Linked DNA regions of Muntiacus reevesi: all the other regions are linked to region 1. Evidence: chromatin contacts called from public Hi-C data. All regions are on one chromosome and are shown on one strand. The core of a region is the stretch at or near the end of the contact, and the rest is flanking DNA. Distances in the headings are between cores, read along the strand shown. Region 1 holds the start of TMEM14A (transmembrane protein 14A). Region 2 holds the start of FBXO9 (F-box protein 9). Region 3 holds the start of EFHC1 (EF-hand domain containing 1).

Region 1 (5,132 bases), core at 1,357-3,856:
CACAGAAAAGGCAAGCAGCAGCCCCGAGGTCACACAGCAGAACCAAGATAGCAGACTCAGAGAAGTGTCATTCCTAATCAGTAGTACTTCCAAAAACTAAGTTAGTTGCCAAAAGAGTGAACGTGCAAGTGACACTGAGGTTCCTGAAAGTTTTGAATTCTGCGTTAAGTACTTCTTGGCCTTGTAGCTTAGCCCACACTACACTGTCTTGCACCTGGAGACCTATCACCCTCAGCCCCGTGAGCACCTCACGTCCAGTCCTACTTCCCATCTTTCTCAAGGAGCCCATGATATTCCACAGTGTATGCTTGTCCTCACCAACATGTAATGTTAGGCACGTTCCTTAATCTCTCTGTATCTTAAGTTTCTCCATCTGTAAAACAGGGATAATAAAAATATCTACCTCACAGAGTTGCTATGGTGATGAAATGAGTTGCTGCTGTAAGGCACTCAGAACCCATGCCTGGCACACACTGAACACCCAACAAGTATTAGCTGCTCAAATGATGATCCTCTCTTTCACTCTTACACCCATTTTTAAGCTTGACGTGAACAAGGGCAATACTATTTCAGCACAGTAAGAAATCAACTGAGGCGGGGTGGATTTAAGATGCAGGCGTTCATAGACTCAAGCCATAATAGTACTGATATAACTTGCACGTGTACTCAATTACATCAACAATGATTTCTTGGGTGTCTTCTATGTGCCGGCAGCAGGAAGAGACGGAAAACCCCATTGATGGACATGGCCCTGATCTTCCAGGACTTCCAGTGTGGCACCAGGGAGGCGGCAGCTGCATGAGGGAGCCCTCAGAGGAGAGGCACAGGCCCTATAACCAGGAGCTTCACCCTCCCAGGCTGGGAGCCTAAGCTTCATTCTGTGAGGAAGCAGGGACCCAGCTGGGGCCTTGAGGAGGGCAGGAGAAAGCAAGGAAGGAGGCTGGCAAGGAGGGGTGTGTCCTAGGCAGAAGAGAGACGCCTACGAAAGCCTAGTGGCATGAGACAGCATGGCATGGTTTTAAAACGGAGAGAAGTGCAAGCGGTGTAAAAAGACGGGGTGCAGGTGAGCAAGGGCCAGACGACTCCTGGACCCCTATAAAGGGGGTCTGGTGAAGGTGGGCTGCGGGTCTGAAGCAGTAAGCCAAGCAAGAGATGATGGTGGTCTGGCCTGGAGAAATGAAAGTGGAGTGAGGTGGACAGGTCAGGTGGTTGAATCAACAAACCCAGGGTGTGTGTGTGGGGGGGGGGGGGTGGTTGTCAGGGAAGGGATGAATCTCTGGCTTGGACCACTAGTGGGGAGAAGAGCCTTGCTATTGTTTCCTGAGACAGGGAAACATGTTCAGTCTAAGATGATCAAGACACAGTCAGGAAACACCCTTACATACAGAGGTGAAGTTATGAGAGAAATCACTTATCATCAGGTGGTAACAGGAACCTAATTTTTTCCTTAAGTCAATCACCTGCTGTGGAAGGCTGTTTCCTTTTCCCTCCTCTGAGCCCCCAGCCCCACCCCAGTTTTTCCTCTGACCCTCTCCTGGGCCCCTGATGCAGAGTCACTTCGGTTGACCTTCTCTCTCCTCCACACCAGTCAAGCTCCTTCAAGACTAAACTCAGGAATAATTTCTGCCTTAAGATACTCTGTAACTGACCTACCCTAGCATAGCTCTATTGCCAGGAAAAATCCCTTCATCTCCTTAGTGAACTGAGTGTTCTAAGGAGGCAAAAGAAATCTATTCTCAGCTCTTGTAAGGTTTTACAGCGAAAATCCAAGCAAAAGGCAATTCGCCCTGTCGCTCCTTTTCCGTTGCAGGACCGTTTGATTTGCTCAGAATTACACAAGAAAGCCAGAGGCTGCGTTAACAAGGCGGGGACGGGAATGAGGATGGTGTGGGCGACGCATCAAGTGCTCCCATCGCAAATGCAAAGCCCAGCCCTTGGAAAAGCCAGAAAGCATATTGGGTGCAATGCAGCAAAATGATTTACTGCACAGCGCACAAAACTAGGTGACAGGGCCCTGCCTTGTCCCTAGCCCTCCAAAATTTGGAGAACCCACTAAGAGATCTCCCTAAGCTATTATATAAAAACCATTTGCATATGCTAAGTATCAATAATTACCTACCTTTGAACTCCTTGGGGGCTCGAAAGACTTTCGAGTGCAGTCTGAATGGTGCTTGGAAGGTTTGAAACCTTACCATGCATTTCTGCGTTGATCCAAGGGCCCCACCCCCTTCTCCATCTCTCCCTAGCTCCGAGAAGGGAGGAGGGAGGACAGGTAGGAGATTCAGGACCTTGGAAGGAAGAAATTGGGGGACTTCCCAGAAAAAGGAGAGAAGCGATACCCGGAAGAGGAGACGCCACCCCCTGCAAAATCTTCCCAAGTTTCTCGGCATCGTTATCTGCCTGTTTCTGCACCTTTGCATGAAAATTACGGGCAGAAAGATCTTGAGGTACAGCTAGATGTACAGCTCACCTGCAGCCTCAAGCTTTCCCCGCGGGTGAAAAGAAAAAAGTTGGGAGCCAGCTACAGGAAAACTTCGTACCTGGAACCGAAAAGCTAAGCTCACCGCCAGCGCCTTCCCACTGAGAGCTCACCTCCCAGCACTGGGCGGGGCTGCTGGTTCCAGGAAGCACCGGCCCCTCCCCCTCACGCGCATGCGCTGCATCCCTTCCTCCGCAGCTCGGTCCTACCCGGTCGGTTCCCTCCCGGCGCAGCGGAGGTTGTTACTTGCCTGTACCACCTGCATTGCCGGCGCTCTAGCATCCCAGGCGGCGGCCACACTTGGTCACTCGCTCGGGACCCGGCCACTCGCTCCGGCGCCAGGCTTTCGGGTCTGGCCCTGATCCTGGGACTGGAGTCTGCTGCCCCCTGCTGGACGGAGCGAGACTGGGCGTGGACCTGGGTATAACGGGGATTCCAGAGAGCAAACGATTTTTAACCAGAGAAGAGATTCCTTCATTTAAGGGGCGTTTGTGGGGCCTCTCCAGCAGGCCTTTTACGTACTCTCCAGCAGATTGACCCCATTTTCAGCGGAGGGAGCTAAAGTTCGGAGAGGCGGAGGAGTTTTCCACAGACTTAACTCCTAAGTGGGGTGCAAAGGTTAGAACCCGAGTTGGTCTGGTTTCAAAGCCTGAGCACCCTTCAGTATATCGCACCATCTACGACGTTATCTAGATGTGGTGCGGAGACCAGCATCCTGGTAAAAGCCAGGATTTGCTGGGCTTAAGTACCTGAAGGGACCAGGTACAGAGTGCCAGAACTGAAAGGCACTAAATCATGTCTAATTCCAGAATAACGCATTCCCAGGGATAAACCTGTGAGTCCTGCCTCCAGGCTACAACTTCTCACCTCACTCCAGTTTTGCCTTCCAGGCCACTGCCAGTAACTCCAACCCTCTTCCTTATATAATAGCTCTTCAGATTTGAAGAAGGCTGTCATCTAGGCTGTCGCTCTGTCGTGTCCGACTCTTTTCGACCCTATAGACTGTAGCCCGCCAGCCTCCTCTGTAAGTGGAATTCTCCAGGCCAGAATACTAGAGTGGGTTGCCCTTCCCGTCTCCAGGGGATCTTCCCAACCCAGAGATCGAACCCAGGTCACCCGCATTGCAGGCAGATTCTTTACCGTCTGAGCCACCAGGGAAGCGTCATCTAGGGTTCATCAAGCAGCTCTAGGGATGCCGCGGGACTGGGAATAATAGGATCTCTTTAAAAAAAAAAAAAAAAAAAAAAAAAAAAACTAAGAATATAAATTAAACCTTGTGAAATTTGTTTGCTGAATCTACTCCTTGTGTTTAAAAGTGCTTCAAGGAAGCAGTGTGACTATATCTAACATCTGAGAAGTGTTAAGGTGGGCCGAGGGAGTTAACAGGGTTCTGGGAGAGGCATAGGAGAGTTGATGGCTGGCGCTGGAATGTGAATGGAGAGTGGTATCCTGGGGTTTGGTGCTGAGTTCTTCCAGCTCTCCTCATCCCCTTCTATACCCATCCTTAGCCCAGTGCACGTTGGAATCCTTGTGCATGTGTTCTCCCACACATGTGCACGCCCATGTGTGTGTGTCTCTTTTCCTTCCTCCCTCCTTCCCTTTTTCTCTCTCCCAAGACTTCCAGGACACTTTCTCTATCCAGAATAAAACCAAGAACTTTGGGATACCTCAGTTATCTTTAACTAACATGATCACCCTCCTCAAGTAAGTAATTACCCCTGAACCCCAGAGCCTGGATTTATGATGCTGAGATCCCTTCCAGCCCTGTCACTGAGGTCTTAGAGGCTGGAAGCATGATATTCCTACTCAAGTTATTTTCATCTAAAAAAAAGAGCAACATGAACAACATGTGGGAACAGGAAAGTTCTTAGGCAAAGGGGCCACAGTCCTCTCAACTTACATGCCACCAACTGCCACCTACTTCATCTAATGGGAAGATTAGAGCCCAAGGTAAGGGTGCAGCAAAATCTATTCACCTCTGCCTTTTTTGTAAAGCTGTCTGCTCATTATCCACAGCAGATTCTTAACTTTCAATGTGCCACCACTCCTGGAGAAACGTACAAGATAAAATGCACAGGATTGCCAGGGAAGCCAGTTTTATTGAAATAAGGTTATCCAAAGAAGGAAAGTTATTAAAGTAGTAAACCTTTAAATCTGTGCCAAAGATGTGCTTCATTATTAAATCATGGGCTCTAGGAGTGGGTATAAAAATGACTGTAACTTCTAAGTAGTGGTGCATACAACAATACTTTGAGGTATCTGTAACATGTGAATATCTGTAATTTGTGGGGATGACACAGTCACAGGTACCAGTGCTACTTGGTTTGCTGCCTATTTTCCTAATGGAAACAAATGTTAAATTTCAGTCAAAGGTTGGTGAACACAGAAACTTCTTTTTCCCATCCAGGTTCTCCAATTCCTGATTTCTATCCTCAGGCCCCTTTGGATCTGCAGAACTCCCAGTCCCCAGTAATGCAGGGTTTCCTAAGTTGTATTTGGTGGATGTGAAGGAAAAGAAGGGCAAGGCTGAGAGCCCGAATGACTTGCAGATGGCCTGCTCAGGCAGGACCTCCAAGGACATTTGCACATCAGTAAGTGCTCTGTGATCCTGAGCCTGGTCCTCATTTTCTTTTCTTTTCTTTTTTTTTTTAGC
Region 2 (5,132 bases), core at 1,210-3,709, 220 kb before region 1:
CTTCCACTGAAAATGAAATGCTGCCCGGGTGCAGTCTGTTACCTAACACACCTCTTGGCAAATAAGACTTGCTCAACACTTTAAGTGTTCAATCCTATAAAGAAATGCTGCAATCAGGGAAGTGATCTAGAAGGTTAGTTAGAAATAAAAAGAATACCATCTATTTAATGTTACTCATTCCAAACACAGTAAATTTTACAGTTGACCTTTGGGTTCTAATTTGCTCCTGGGACTAAGATGCTTGTATTAGCACCTATCTTTGAGCACAGCAATGAGATACACTTGCACTACTTCACAGCACAACACAAATAAGCTTGGCTTCCCATCTTATCTCTTGCAAGCAGACTTACGACAGAGGGGCCTGGAAGAGGCGAACTAGCTAGTATATGCTAAAGTGCTTGGCACTCTGGGAAGGCTGAGTCGGTGAAGAAATAAACAAGAAAGGCCAGAGACTCAGATGAACTTCCAGAAAACTGGAAAATATAAGTACTGTCAAAAACATTTTTTTAGTCTCTTTTAAGCTGAGAACTTTTTCTACTAAGAACATCACTAATGCAAATTACACAACAAAAGAGTTTGAATTTATACATCTAACAAGTGTATTTCTCTCCCAAATAAGGGTCTGCTTTATTACTGTAAACTTTAAGGACAGCTGATGGAAGGGGACCTTAGTCCCTGGTGTATCTCAGTAACTCAGCCTCCACCTCTAACTCAACAGTCCTCCCAAACTGACCTCAAGAGCTCCCCCTGCTCTCTCTACCGCCGCCCCCCCCACCCCCCCAATTTCTGCACATGCTACTTCTCTCAGCATCTGGAATGCCAGTGTCCTCCTCCTCCCTCTTGGACACTGCTGCTCATCCTTCAGGACTCAGCTCAGGGTCTACCTTAGTAGGAAACATTTTCTGACCCCTTTACTTGCCTCTTCTGTTTTCCTATACACTTGTGCTGGTATCACAGCACTGAAGACTTTTTGTTGAGATTTCATCTCTTTCACTAGAATTAGTGCATTGGCAACAAGATCTGGGGTCTGGCACTATGCCAGGCGATAAGTGCTCAAAAAATTGGCTGAATTAACAAATAAAATGCCATGAAAATATATAATGCATAGCTCAAGGATGAGGTAAGGAGACAGGAAATGGATAATATAGACAGAATCTTTCATCTTCCTCGAGTTGTGTTATAATAGAGCTCTAATCCACTGTGACTTTGATTTTGACAGTATGACAAAAACAAATTTGGGGTTTTACCGCATTTTTCAACTCAAATACCACTTGAAATAAGTAGGTCTTCGGCTGTCATGCAGAGATATTCAGTTTGTTTTACATAATTGAGTTTGACTTAACACCACTTTTCACCAGAGTAGCTCATGTGTTCATCATTTTACTGTTTCACAGATGGGATTAATACCCAAAGTTAAGTGCTTAATCCTGGTCAGAGAACTATCTCTAAAAGTTTAGAAGCAGAGTTAATTAGTGTTTTTATACTCTCCAAATTGACTTCATAAACTCATTCAACCATTCATACATTCCTAAACACTTGGGTGTCTACTATAAACTAATGAGCTTGGTATCATTTCGCTCTTGAAGATTCAACTTGGCCATAGTTAAGTTTCTCACATCGACAATTTATTGGGAGCCAAAGCAAAGTAACAGGGGGCAGAGAGTACCCTTGCCAGCACGCAATAGCTCCATGGAACCTGCGTTGTCAACTTCTAGAGCTTTTCAGTCTCTCCACTTGGACCACTCGGGCTTTCATGGCCGTGAAATGCGACAGAATCCCTCAAACCGCCGGCCAAAACCCTGCCCTAGGCACAGCCGCGTCCTGGGGCAGGTGCGTCCTAAACTCAAGACGCCTTAAAAGGCCAGAATGGCGGCTCGCTGGGCAGGTTTTGTTTTTGGGTTTCTTGCGGGGAGACACGGCGATCAACAAGTGCCTTCACTTGCCAAAGCTCCCTCCCGATTTCAGATACTGCGACGGCTCACCTCAATCTACGCTCGCTGCTTTTAATAAAGGAAAGAGATTGGTTCAATGTCCTCAGCAGGCCGAAGAGAGGCATTTTTCTCGGCCGTCCAGCAATCCCTCTCTGCTAACCTGGAGCCCCCAGCTTGGGGGGTGGGGTGGAGGGGAAGGGTGCGGGGGTGCTCCTCAGGAAGTAACTCCAGGAATCTGGCAAGGCTGCCACCATCCTCTCCCTCAGACGAGGACCCCAGGATGGTGGTAGCCTTGCAGACCCCACCCCTCAAAGGTTCCTCCTCCCCACTCCCCTCCGCAGGCCCGGGTCCTCCCGTCCGCCGCCCGCCCGAGCCCCTCGGCGCTTTACCATGCTGGCTGGCCGGCCGGCCGCGGCCGAGGGGCTCTCGGCGCCCCCTCGGCACCGCCCCCGCGAGGAGGTGCGCTGCGAGTCCGGTGTCTACTCCTGCCGTCTGCTGCAGCGGGGCTTAGCAGAGTTCTCGGTCGGAGAAGCGCACCAGGCAGCGGCAGTAACTGCGGGCCCGGCGTACGGCAGCCATCTTCGCGGGGCAGAGGGCCAGATCGCGGCGCGCTGGGGCGGCGGCCGGGGACTCGCGGAGCGCAGGGACGCCGAGTGCCCGCCGAGGCCAAGGACTCTGCGCGAACGGGAGCGCCGGCCCTGCTGGAAACCCCGGACGCCGCAGCGGAGCTGCTCGTCTGCCGCGGAAACCTGCGCCGGCGCGGCGAGCATGCGCACTGCCGAGCCGCCGTCGCCCGGCTCCGCGGCCCCCTCGCTGCCCGGTGGATAGCCGAGGGACATTCGCTTGGTTTGCGCACGAGGCACAGCCCAGGAGGGACATCGGGTGTCCGAAAGTCAAACTCGACCTAGTGTTCGGCTCAGTGAACTTATGCAAACTTGAACAGCCGTTAACTCAAACTTAGAGTTAAGACCCTCAGGCAAGCGGTCCTAAGGCATCGAATTGGGTGCTCGGGGTGGTCGCTACACGGTTCTCGGCGACAGTGGCTAGAATCCCAACCCAGGACCGCAAACAGTGGAATTCCACTATCGTAAGTCCGTCATAATTACTAAGCTTCTCAAAAACACGGTTCTGGAGGTTGAGAAAAAGAGGCGCTCAGGAGAAAAGCCCGAGAGAAAACTTAGCCCCCCATTCCCCGCAACGCACGTCGCACTGCAAACCCCATCATGCAACGCAAGGAGGACGTTGGGGCTCTCCGGCCCCGATAGTTCGCGGCGACGGCTCCCGCGGCACAGTGGGATTTGTAGTCAGCCATTCCACGTAGAGCGCCGGTACTCGCACGCTGTTCTGGCCCCGCCTCTTAAAGCCCAAACACCTGATTTCACTTCCGCAGACGGCATTCGGGTTTGGCTGGCGGTATATTACTTTTCCACACTTGACTTTGTTTTAAATACTGACTTTGGCATGCTATGTGTAAACCTAGCCTTGGAGCTTCTTACCTTCTTTCAGCAAACATTTATGGAGTTTCTGAGATTTCTACTAGGTGTGGGGTACTAATAGTCACCAGGTTTCCAAGCCCTACTCGTGATTCCACGAATTCACAAGAGTTTAAATCTCTTATCCGTTATTTTATTCTGTTTATTTAGATCTTAGTAATGCAGTACATTTTTCTGCAGAAAAACAGAGGCAGAAAAAAAGAAAGGGAGGGGTGCAGAATGGTGAGCTACATTATGGAAGCCACAACTACTATCTTTTAATGTTAGGATCCATCGTTCTGGTGGGTATGTTTTCATTTGCCTCCTAAGTCAGCTACCTGTAAAAAGTATATTCTTATTTAAAGGAGACTAAAAGTTTACCAGTTTTTAGTTTTTAAAGGAGACTCTAGGGCTTAGGTCTTTTAATGATGATTTTCCTCCCAATGACGTCTTGTAAATCATATTTTGAAATTAAAACGGGAGAAAGACTAGATGTAGTCTAGAAGTAGAAGGAAATGCTGTATTTGATTCATGAATACAAAAGATCGGTTTTGCAAATGAGGACTGAATATTGAAATATTTTCAGAACTAGTCTATTTCATTAAACTGGTTGAATGCTCATAACAGATTATATCTATTATTCTATTCTAGTAAATAATAAAGTTTAATAAAACAATAATTAGTATTTGTAACAATAAATTGAGCATCTACTTTATTAAAATGCTGTTATGTTATCTAAATTTTTCAATTTTAGAAAAGTATTCACTCTATCCACTGGACCTTTTTACAGGGCTGTATTATTTCATCATATTATGTAATACATGGTTATAATTTTCCCTAGGCTAGGACTACTGACCTAAGCCACTTACTAGCCCAGTGTACCCTTGTTAAAGGTAGATCAGGACAGTCCATTTGCCTATTGCTTGATCAACTGAGTTTGACTAAAACTGATCATTTTAAATACTTCAAAAATCACTTTTCATAGAGGTGGTTATATGATTTGTTAGGCTGCCTCCTGTCTCCATATCTTTTCGTTGATAATGACTTTCAATTCTCATTTGCCATATGGTTTGGGTGTTATGTGGGTAAACGTGAATGTAGATAAATGTTATACAATTGCCAAGTGGATAGATGACCCTTTCCCATTTGAGACAGGAAGTCTAAGGAAGCTTAGCAGTCTTGTATCTTGTTTCTTCAACAGAAGCAAGAGAAAAGAGGGATTCAGTCCTTCTGCATAGATTCTTTTTGGAAATAATTTTTTCACTTCTCAGAATTCAGAAACAAAGACAGTGAGAAAAACTGATATGAGCTGGGAGATCTAAACTCAGAGAAAGGATTACTGCTTTATTAATTTAAATTGTGTTGCTTAGGGCAGTGTGTTTCTCCTGACCAGTAGTATCAGCACCAGAATTCTGGGGAGAGGGCCCAGCAATCTGTTTTCACAAGCTCTTGGGGGTGATTCTGATGTCTCCAGCTAAAGTGTGAGAACCCTTAGCTTGGGGGCAATTATGTGAATTTAAATCGAGGACCTCGAAGCAATTTCTTTTCTCAAAGTAGTTCAGAGCCAGTCCTCATAGGGATGATTTACCTTTGCAATATAACTAACGACACAAGGGACCGCGTTTAAGAAGTGTTAAATTTCAAATAACTAGTTACACCCCGAGACCAATCTGTAGTTACCTAGTGTATTCTCCACCTGAGTAACAATCCAGTTTTCCAAACTAAAGTT
Region 3 (5,132 bases), core at 1,890-4,389, 200 kb after region 1:
AACGCTCCCTGAAAAACAAAAACTTACGGAAACAGCCTAGACAAAGACTGATGATAGATGAAGTCATTTTCATGATATTTTTGCATTTCACAGAGATTAAGCAGGTGTCATTACTACAGAATACAGGACTTTTAAAATGTGGAAAACACATCAAACAGGTAAATACAGCAATATGAACTCAAGAATTCAGAACTCATCCAACTTTTTAAAACAGCATTTAGAAAATATTTCAGTGACATCTACAGGGAATTATTTTCTGTAATCAGCTTCCTGAGTAAAGAAAGAGTCTTTCAATCCTGAGTCCAGCTGTCTATGACTAAGGGCTGAGGCATTTGAACAATTTTTTCCTCAGAGAATCTGGAAAGCCTATGGTTTACTACTGACTTTTCTGCAAACAGCTGGCTCTCAGAAATCTGAATTTGAGGGGTACCCTTTGATCCCAGATGATACCTTTTTGTCGAAAGCCACATGAGCAGGAACAAACTGTGCGGGTGGGGCCTGCCTGGGCTGGCCATACGTGAGGACTGGGACCTTGGCGGCCAGCTCATCCAGATCAGCCTGGGACAGCTGGTTGACCTGGAGCCTGTCCCCGCCAATCCCGACTGTTGGACGCCGAACAACTGCATAGCCATTCCTGTAGCCCAGTGTCTGGCTTCTATGAAATGCTGTTTTCTGAAGGAAAAAAGAAGTGTGTTGTGATATAACAAATATTTGTTAGGTAGAAGAGCTAACTTCCAAAGGTATCAGATTCAACCTTTACTTCTAAACATCCACAAACCCTGTATCAAAAATTTTACCTACACGGGAGGTTCTTGTATTTTAAGCTAAAACCCGTGACCAGGAACAAGGAGGGAGGCAGCAGCCTGAGCTTAAAATACAACTTAAAGCCCTGTTACTGAACATCCAATTTTAATTATCAGCTCACCTACCACAAAAAACTAAAATATCTTTATGTAGACTCCTAATTTTGTACTATCTTATCTGGTGGTCATAAGTCATGGAACCAAAACAATCCAAATCTGTGAAATGAATTCTTACCTGAAATGAAAGGCCCTCTTGCTATAGTGGCACTAACATATTCATGTAACTCTTTGGAAAGCAAATGGATATTATGGATTTAAAGTCCAATAATTCCACCCTCCATCCTTTAAGGATATAATCCAAAATCATGGGAAAGAACAATATGCCTAAGGCTGACAATTACAATGTTAATTACAATATAGCAAAGCATGAGAAGCAATCTAAAAGACAAGCAGGAGAAAATGACAGAAAGCTCGCCTAATGGGCTATTAAAATACTGGTTTTGAAGATCATGTGGCAATCTGGGGGAAATGTTTATGATTTAATAAGCCCAGAAAAGCAGTTTATAAAATTATGCATGTACTACAATTACAAGCATGCAAGCATGTGCACAAAAAGACTGCTTTGGAGAATGTTCTCTGTTCTATACATTTCTGAATTATGTTGTTCTTTTTTACAATCAACACATTCTTTTTGAAAACTGGAAGAAAACCAAAAGATTATATAAAAAAGAAAAAAGTGAAAAGGAAATATTTTTGAAGGAAGGAGATCAAAACAGTGGCACAGAGACCCAGCCTCCCCACCACTCCACAAAGATCAGTGGTCGGACAGCTATCCACAAACAAGAGCTCTGGAAGAGGTCCATGTAGGAGGTTTCAGCAACACAGTGGGATTAAAAAAACCAAGAATATTCATACAGGAAGAGAAGGAAGACTACCTCATTTTGTCTGCCTTATCCCATTCTCCGAACCAGCACTGTTCAGTGCCAGGAGACAACTTCCCCTCAACAGGAAAGGAAGAGCCAAGTGAGCAGTCAGTCTCCAGTTTTTTTTACCTTACCTTTATGACCAAGGAGAGGAACTTATAGTTTAAATTGTTAAACTACAAAAATATAAATGATTATTGTTTCATCTTTGAAAATCAGTCTATTGAATCTTAATGCTGACCTTCCAACACATATTTCAGCAACCCTGAAATTTCAGTATTAAAATCATAATTTTGTCAAGGGCTAAACTGTGTCAGAGGGGAAAAAAAACAAACACAAGTCTATTTTTTTTTCTCTTCAGTTTTGTCTAGAGGATACAACTAAAAACACTTAAGGTAGGGGAGGAGTGAAACAAAATCCAAACAGCAATTTTTTATAAAAATGTTAAAAGGGAAAAGGGCTAGAGGAAGAAAAAACAAGAACACATCAATTGTGGCAGAGGGAACTAAAGCGCAATTTTCTCCCATAAATCACCTGAGGATGGTTTGGGAGGAAGTTGGCCAAGTGTTGAAAATTTAACTTTACGAGCAAGAGCATTTGGGGGAAAAAAGATTAAACAAGACTGCAGAAAAAGTCGAAGTGCTGGACAGAAAAGGAGATAGGGCTTCGTAGAAGCATAAATGAGACCGCGGCAAAGCACCTGGCAGAAAGAAGCCAACAGGTGGAAATGGAGTTGGGAGTGGGAGCGATTACTGGGTCTAGGATTCAGAAGAGGAAAAATGCGGGCGGCAATGATGGGCTTGCGGAGAGTGGGTGGGATCGGGCTGTGGAAATAAGGACGAAGGCGTGTAGAGGTTGAGTCGGGGAAGAGGCCCAGGTTGAGGGAAGAAGAGTTTAAGGATGGACCTGGGCAGGAGAGGTACGCAGAAGGGAGAATGAGCTAGAGAGAAGGCCGAGGGAGCTCGGGAACCAGGTGGGGAAAACCAGCAAGAGCAGCGCAGCAAGGAAGAACGCTGGGAGGCCAACAGACTGCCAGGATGGAGTGGAAAAACCAGAGAGGGATGGGCTGGGAGCAAACTGGGGAAAGAGGGTGAGGTCGGGTGTGGTGGTGGTGGGGAGAACAGAGTTGGGGGCAGAAAGAGGGTTTGAAGGGGAAAACGACAAACTCGCGTCGACGAGAAGAGACGCAACCTGCTGCGAGCCCTCCGAGGCTGCCAGGAGGTGGGGTCAGGGGGTTGGCCGGAGAAGTCCTCACCGTTAAGTCCTTAAAGGACGTGCCTGGGAGAAAAGGCAGGCCATGCACTGGGTTAGACACCATTGCGGCCGCTCCCGCCGCCGCCACCCGGGTCGGGTTTGGTCCTCCCGCGTTGCCAGGGGGACCAGCGGCGTTCTGGGCGGCCCGGCAGCTCCATGGTAACGCCAAACACGCCGAGCGCTCGCGGAAGAGGGGCGGGGCCTGAGACGCAGGCGTGCCCGGCCCGCGCGTGCGCAGCCCGTGGACTAGACGTTCTCGCGGGAGTGTGGCCGAGGGGAGCTAGCCCCGCCCCGCGCAGTCACGTGAGAACGCGGGGCGGGAGGAGGTGGTTGTAGGATGACGTGATGGTTCTCCCCTTGAGGGCTTGGGTTCCGGGCGGGGCCTTAGATCAGTTACAGGGGAAGGGGCGGTCCTTCCTTCGCTCCACCCCAGTCCTCACCTCGCCCCGCCCGCTCGCTCTTCCACCTGTGGGAAAAAGGCTCTTGTCCCAGTTCACACGGAAGTGTCACTGGTTGGTTCCGGTTGAAAGTGTTACTTCTCCCGAACCCGTGCTTCCCTGGGCCCAGGGACTGAGAATTATTCATGATTGTATTTCTGTTGTTCAAGGATGTTCAATAAACAAAAGCAACTGACTGGTGCCTAATCCTCCAACTACCGCATTCAAGTTTTTTCCTACTTTACCTTTCTGAAGGAAATGGCAATCCACTCCAGTATTCTTGCCTGGAGAATCCCATGGACAGAGGGGCCTGGCGGGCTACATACAGTCCCTGGGGTCGCCAAGAGTCGGACACGACTGAGCGACTAAGCGCAGCACATGTACTCCTACATCCTCCTTCACAGGCCTTGGTGGATGGACCACCCCATCCCCCATCCATCTTACACATTCACCGCAGGACACTCAATATTTGTTGACTGGAGAGCTACAAGGCGCTCCTGTCGATTCTCCGAGTCTCTAGTATCCACTACCTACAGTTGCAATAAAAAGTTAAGACCCATGAGGGGAAATACATATTCCAAGAAAAATTTGTCATAGGAGAAAAGCAAATAAGTGCAGTGATAAATTGTCAAAACCGTCAGTACTCTTTTTACAAAACTTGTTTACATTATTATCCCTTAAAAAATGTAATACTGTTCTTGAAACATCTTCAAGAAAGAAAAAACAAGCTATCGGCAGCGCTAAGGAGCTTAAAAAGAAAAACAAAACCCAGATGTCTGGACATTGGATTCACTGGGTTTGAAATGGGGCCCAGGCATCGGATTTTTATAACAGCTGTTTCTGAGAATGAGCCAGTTTAACGGAGTGCGATAGAGTAGGAAGCTTCACGCCAAAGGCATCCATGTCATGGGTGGTTTACTGCCAGTACAGACAAAGGCTTTAGTTTTGCTGCTGCTTGTCAGAGCAAATCCCCCTGATGGGTTTCACTAACAGGCATAAACCTCAGGGGGCCCAGGACATCAATCCAGTAATGGCATGTGAAGTAGTTATTGGTGGCTGTCTCCACACCTTGCCCAAAGAGTTTCTTTTCTGATAACACTTGCTCTCCCCTAACTACTTCTATTTCCCATTTTTGTCCCCCACTCCTTTTTTCACCTTTCCAGATTTTTTATTTTTTATTGGTGTAGTGCCCTAGTGTAGGTGTTTAATACATTTTTTGAATCAATGCATTGTAATGATACTAAAGACTTTAAAAGTATCTGTCTATTACATTTTATCTTAGCCACTGACCTAGAAGGGCAGTGTGGACAAAGGATGTCACCTTATCAGTAAATAAAAAGATGTTGCAGCCATTAAGCCATGAGTCACAGAAGTCATCCACAACTGTGCATACTGAGGGGATTTAGGATGGAGAAAAGCAGAATACTGGTCCTGGATGGTAAGATGCCTATCAAAGGAATGAGTTCAGTGAGCCCAGACTCCTGCATCTTCTCATACAAAGAAAATCACTCATTCATTAACTTGAGATGTCTGGTTTTCTTTAATTAACAGTAATTTTTTTATGTTCTGACCACCTGTTTTTTGTTGCAAAAGCTCCTGGCTCCTCCCTTACCTCTTTATGGTAGTTGTTTGGAGCTGAGAGACTGTCTTCCTGGTTTGAGTCCTCAAAAAGGCCACTGAATAAAACATAATTCTCAACTTTTAGGTTTTGCTTT

Evidence for each region. Hi-C and Micro-C count contacts between places; a contact is called where the count stands out from the background.
Region 2: a contact with region 1 is called in a Hi-C map of blood, with 5 times the contacts expected there. The contact joins the promoter of FBXO9 here to the promoter of TMEM14A in region 1. A contact is called at or near these places in 2 of 3 Hi-C or Micro-C datasets (blood and muscle).
Region 3: a Hi-C map of muscle shows a contact between it and region 1, with 7 times the contacts expected there. The contact joins the promoter of EFHC1 here to the promoter of TMEM14A in region 1. A contact is called at or near these places in 2 of 3 Hi-C or Micro-C datasets (blood and muscle).

What each region holds. Positions count from the first base shown.
Region 1 is chr20:26,146,431-26,151,562 of mMunRee1.1, reverse strand. TMEM14A (transmembrane protein 14A) reads right to left here and starts at 2,606. Exons shown (of 6, transcript XM_065913097.1): 1 at 2,471-2,606.
Region 2 is chr20:26,364,442-26,369,573 of mMunRee1.1, reverse strand. FBXO9 (F-box protein 9) reads right to left here and starts at 2,459. Exons shown (of 14, transcript XM_065913184.1): 1 at 2,321-2,459. The coding sequence starts at 2,323. LOC136151782 reads left to right here and starts at 2,717. Exons shown (of 2, transcript XM_065913191.1): 1 at 2,717-3,018.
Region 3 is chr20:25,942,432-25,947,563 of mMunRee1.1, reverse strand. EFHC1 (EF-hand domain containing 1) reads right to left here and starts at 3,139. Exons shown (of 11, transcript XM_065912098.1): 1 at 2,982-3,139; 2 at 451-672. The coding sequence starts at 3,044.